Linked DNA regions of Hordeum vulgare: region 1 is linked to region 2. The links are chromatin contacts, called in public Hi-C maps. All regions are on one chromosome and are shown on one strand. The core of a region is the stretch at or near the end of the contact, and the rest is flanking DNA. Distances in the headings are between cores, read along the strand shown.

The links. Hi-C and Micro-C count contacts between places; a contact is called where the count stands out from the background.
Region 1: a contact with region 2 is called in a Hi-C map of seedling, with 2.6 times the contacts expected there. The contact joins the promoter of LOC123448692 here to the promoter of LOC123446503 in region 2. A contact is called at or near these places in 2 of 6 Hi-C or Micro-C datasets (leaf and seedling).

The regions. Positions count from the first base shown.
Region 1 is chr4H:391,179,783-391,182,635 of MorexV3_pseudomolecules_assembly, forward strand. It overlaps LOC123448692, which reads right to left and starts at 1,508. Exons shown (of 9, transcript XM_045125660.1): 1 at 948-1,508. The coding sequence starts at 1,157.
Region 2 is chr4H:390,937,749-390,940,448 of MorexV3_pseudomolecules_assembly, forward strand. LOC123446503 (ran-binding protein 9-like) reads left to right here and starts at 1,401. Exons shown (of 3, transcript XM_045123080.1): 1 at 1,401-1,437; 2 at 1,440-1,495; 3 at 1,593-2,489. The coding sequence starts at 1,401. The coding sequence ends at 1,988. It overlaps LOC123446502 (transcription repressor OFP1-like), which reads left to right and starts at 176. Exons shown (of 1, transcript XM_045123079.1): 1 at 176-1,292. The coding sequence starts at 378. The coding sequence ends at 1,220.

The DNA.
Region 1 (2,853 bases), core at 258-2,757, 240 kb after region 2:
AATCTCACTCGTGCTACGTCAGAATCCTCTACAAGCTGTGATGGGGACAGAGAACCCCAACAAGATTCAACCGCAGCGGCATTAATCAGTTGCCACACTGTTGGGTAACCACGTGGATGGGTCACCGTGGATGAAGCATACACATCACGATCTACATCCGCCTGCCAGTCAAGCATGCGATCACGGGCAGGGGCAGAACCGAAACAAAAAAGACTTTAATCTTTTTGGCAAAACGCCAAAGCTTGTTTCCCCTCTGAAATCTGAATGGAAGCCTGTTGAGATACTAGTAAAAGTTGGATTTCATAAAGCATACCGTGCCTTTTTTCCTTGGGTTAAAAAGCAAAAACGCATAGATCCGAGCAGACAGAAAGCTCGTTTCTGATTTCTAAACGGATGAAGTTGCTTTTGTGAGACCGTGACACGCAGAACAAAGGGGCGACTTGGTCTAATATACTTACAAGTCTGTTAGTCAAACAGTACTAGTGCAGTACATAGCAGAAAATCGCAACTACTTCCTCCTCCGTTCCTAAATAATTGTAATTAGTACTCCCTCCGTAAACTAATACTCTTACGTTAGTTTACAGAGGGAGTATTTAGGAACGGAGGGAGTAGTGGGAGTATTTTCTTGTAGAAGGCAGCTGATAGTAGTAAAACTAGGCACCAATTAGTTTAGCTCCTCGTCCGTACGAAGCAATTAATCAAGGAATAGTAGTAATTCCTACCCTAGAGCCGACGCCTTTGAAATGTATATACTACCAGTACTCTACTAGAAGCACACGAGAGAAAGCGACGGAAGCAAAGTAAACAAATCCAAATCCAAAGGAAGAATAATGTAGTGTGACAAGCACGAGGATCCCCAGGATTACCCAGACAAAACTGGAAAGTGAAGAAAGAGAAGAGGGGGGAGCGTTTCGCGAAAGGGAGGCGAGACGAGACAGAGCACGCACCTCGCATCCGAGCGCGGTTCCGACGATCCTCCGCGCGTGGTCGACGACCTCCGCGCGGCGGCGGTCCGAGGCCTGGGTGGGCTGGACGCGGCGCACCACCTCTGCCGCCGCCACCTCGGCGCTGGCCATGGCCGCGGCCGGGATCGCCGCGGGCCCCGGCACGGACCGCGCCATGACCGCCGGCAGCGCGCCCCCTCCACCCGGCGCCATGGGAAGGCTGGGCTGGGCTAGGCGGCCGGCACAGGCATGCGAAATCGGAGGACGGTAATGGAAGGGGTTTGGGGGGAATCGCTTGCTTATTCTGGGGGTTTGGGTTTGGGTTTGGGTTTTTGGCCCGAGGCGTTACTACTTACTGCTGGCGCGAGTGCGGTGCGAGGCGAGGCGAGGAGGAGGAAGTTGCAAAAAAAAAAAGGCGAGGAGGAGGAAGGGTGGGGTTGGGTGGGTACGCCAAGTCCGCGAGTTTCCGAGTCCGACGAGAGATGAACCAACCCTCTGCGGTGGGGTGTGAACAAAACCCGCGAGCCCGGGGAGGAGGAGGAGGAGGAAGAAGTGGCCGCCGTCCGTCCCTATCCGATGCCGCATTTATACGGGAAGTAGTGTGTGCCGTGTGCCCGTGCGTGTTGTGGTGGCGATGCAGCCAGGTGGTGGCCTCGTCCGCCCATGCCACCGCCTAGCGAGCCCACAGTTCCAGGTACTGGTTCTACACAAGTCAGACAGTGCTGTTTTTCTTTTCTTTTTTTCTCAAAAAAGAAAAAACAAAGGGGCGTCGCGTCACCATGGATAAGCCGTAATAATACGTAATAAACAAAGCGCATCTCCGTTGCTTATGCGTGCGGGTGTGCCTAATCGATCAGCAGGCACTTACACATCCCGGAAACGCGATGACTGACGGAAGCCAGGCAGACACGGTGCAGGTGCAGGTGCAATGCAACCCGAACGCAATGCTGCGTGCCAGTGGACGCGACGCCAATGCGACCGCGACACAGCCCCGATCAAGTGCGAGATCCACTGAACGGCTTTCTTTTCCGTTGAGGTCGACCGATGTGCATGCACGCCACGCGCGACGCCGGCGTGCCGAGGAACCACGCCAGGCGCGTTTCCCTCCTCCGGGACCCACCCAACCCGCGGTTATAGATCCATCGATTCCTTCCGTCCATCCAAAAACGGCCGCCGCGCTGCCTCCGCCTCCGCCTGCGGTGCGGTGCGCGAGCGCGACGCAAACAGAAGGAGAGCTTCCGGTGTACTAGAGCACAAGGGCTACCCAAATCCCGAGAAGCAAACAACCGCCCAAAAGGAGTCGTAGGCCAGCCCTTTCGTGTACGATGCCTTGCTGCCCTAGGGCACTGCTTTCCATTCGGGCACTAACCGTCCAACAACTACCCCTTATCAGATGACGCGTCTCCACAAGGAACTAGCAGCAAACAAGTGCCAAGTTTTTTTTTTCCTTTATGAATTTCCACTTTGAACTCCTTCACGGTTGGCTGGCGATACATAATACCCATTCCATATTTTCCATTTCGGAATTTGGTTTTGTCCGGAGTGGCCTCGTTTCTATGGCATTATCAATTGTGCCTTGAAGCTTGATATGATGAAGGCCTATAATCGAATGAAATGACCATATCTTGAAGCTATAATGCTAAAGGGGCTTTTCTGATAGATGGGTTCACATTGTCATGAGTTTAATTACTACTGTTAAATTCTTTGTTATGGTCAATGGAAAGAAGTCTGAGGAGTTTGTGCCTACTCGAGGAATCACACAAGGTGATCCTATTTCACCATACTTGTTCTTGCTAGCAACACAGGGCCTTTCGTGCCTCTTAAAAACACGAGGAGAGTCGTCTAACTCGCATGGTATTCAAGTGGCACCTTCGATGCCATCAGTAAATCATCTTTTATTCGTAGGCAA
Region 2 (2,700 bases), core at 151-2,650:
ATGAAGGGTAGACCAAAACTTTGACATCTACGACCCTTGTGCTTCCCATAGCACGGACAGGACACCAGTATCTCTATATCTCGCGTACGTACTAGATGAATGTAAAGTGCGCCTCAAATACCAGGACAAGTTCACACTCTACAACAAACTGCTCTGACAACTAGATATTCGATATCTCGCCCTTCGTCCCCCCATCATAAGAAATCTAGCACACAACGTGTCGCCACATTCGCGATATATAACCACCGTGAGCTAGCTGGGCACTGCAAGTTCGATCACCACGCGCACACCCACGCCACACCACGCCACGCCACTACACACGCGCACTCTGTCTTGGCCGCAACAGAGTGTCTCTGTCTCTGCCCCCAGACCGCGCGATGCCAGCCTCCTCCTGGTTCCACAAGCTCAGGGGGAGAAGCAGAGGGAAGGGCAAGCGTTCGGCCGCGTGTCCGAGTCCCACGCGCGGCTCCTCCGCCGACGCAATCGCATTCATCGCCGCCTCGGCGGAGTGGACGGGCCGACAGACAAGCCAGCACTGCCGACCACCCGCGCGCCCACCGGCGGCGTGTGCCGGCTACTCTCCCAACAGAGCCTCCTACTACTTTCCGAGCGCGGACCGGGGTGCGCTCCGGTGCATCGCCCCGCGCGGCGCCGCAACCGACGACGGCGCGGCCTTGGACGTCCGTGTCGACGTCATCCATCGCCGCGCCAGCAGGCTCGGCGGGATAAACGCGCCTCCAGCGACGCCGGAGCTCAACCTTCGGCGCATCGTCACGAGGCCTGCCGGCAAGAACGACCCCGCGGAAAGCGTTGCCATCAGCAGCAGCGCCAGCACCCCTACCTCGGCTGCCACGACGCCGTCCACCTGCAGGGCACGGGGGTTCCACGTGAAGCCGGCCAGCAGGCGGCGGCGGCGCGGCCACGACGACAAAAGTGCCCGGAAGGAAAAAGCAGCCGAGGACGCGGGCAGCAGGAGACGGCGGTGGCTCTACGACAGCCTGGTGGTGGTGAAGACGTCGTCGGACCCAGAGAGGGAGATGGCGGAGAGCATGGCGGAGATGGTGGCGGCCAACCACATCCGGTCATCGGAGGACCTCGAGGAGCTGCTGACCTGCTACCTCGCTCTCAACGCCGCCGAGCATCACCGCGCCGTCGTTGCCGCGTTCCGCCGCGTCTGGCTTCACATCGCCGGCCAAAGAATGCGGCACCTGCGCCACTAGTACAAGGCCACAAGCTGCCTGCACTGCAGCCGAACTACTCCTAATCCCTAAGGGGGTGTTTGTTTCCACGAATTTTTTGATGCAGGGACTAAAAAAAATCTCAAAAAGTCCCATGTGAAACAAATAGGAGGGACTTTTAGGGAGTAAGTGGGCTGTTTGGGACTATTTGAAGAAGTACCTATGGGAGGGACTTTTTGAGACTTTTTCCTACCCTACCCCGCATCGCATCGCGCTCCCGCTCGCGTCTCCCACCTCGCCCGCCGCCGCCGCCGCCAGTTCCCTCGCCCGCCGCCGTCGCCGCCGCCGCCAGTTCCTTCGCGCCCCCACCAGCCGCCGCCGCCGCCACCGCCAGTTCCCTCGCGCCTCCACCAGCCGCCGCCGCCAGTTCCCTCGCCCGCCGCCGCCGCCGTCGCCAGTTCCCTCGCGCCCCCACCAGCCGCCGCCGCCAGTTCCCTCGGCTCCGCCCAGGCAGCGCCCGCGCCGCAGCAGCCTACCGCTCCTCGGCGGCGGCCTCCTCCTCCTCCGACGCCTACGCGCGCAACGCCGCCGCCGTCGGCGGCCTCCTCTCCGACCTGCGGTCCCGCGTCTCCCAGGTGCGTGCGCGCCGCCGGTCTCTCTCTCCCTTCCTTGACCCGACCCCTTCCTCTCCTTGACGAAACGGGAGGCCCTACAGGTGCTGGGCGGCGGAGGCGCGGGGGCGGTGAAGCGGAACGAAGGGCGGGGAAGCTGCTCCCCAGGAACAACATAGTCCTTTTACATGTCATTTAATGGCCTTTAGTCCCTGAAAACAAACGGGTAAGGACTAGAGACTTTTAAGTTGGGACTAAAAAAGTTCCGGGACTTTTGAAACAAACAGGGCCTAAACACCTCTGAATTCTCTAGGAATCACATTGCACGGTCGTGTCTCATCTCTCATGCATGGATGAGGATGCATCATGCATGCATAGTGTGTGTGCTCATCATAATCATATCAGCGATCAATTGATGGTCATGGTCCCAAGTATATTCTTGCGAAATCGTGTTGCGTTTTAGACTTAAAGGCTAATAGCTTGCACTTTGTCAAGTTGACACAACTTTCTTTTGCGTTTCTCGCACCTTCTTCGGTTGGTAATCTCTCTGGTCCTGATGCTGTGAGGCTGAAGAATGGAATGGAACAGCACGCCCACGATATGCGCACCCCACTCTAGCTTCAAAGGCGGATTAGATGCCGCCTTTACAGCTCGATCCGTGCGCTGGGATAATTCAATGGGAATTCTGCTGTTCATCACTTTGCCACTCCAAGAATTCCGTGTGATTACCGAATAATGATAGTTGCGCTCTGCTGACCAGCGTCTTAATTACACCATCAGCGCTTCAACACAAACAAAAAGAAACTGCCATTTTACAGCAAAAAGTTACAGCGTCGCTCCACTCGGGTAGATCCTATTCAAAATTATACCCTCATCCATGATGAAAGAAAACCTTTCTGGACATACGTCAT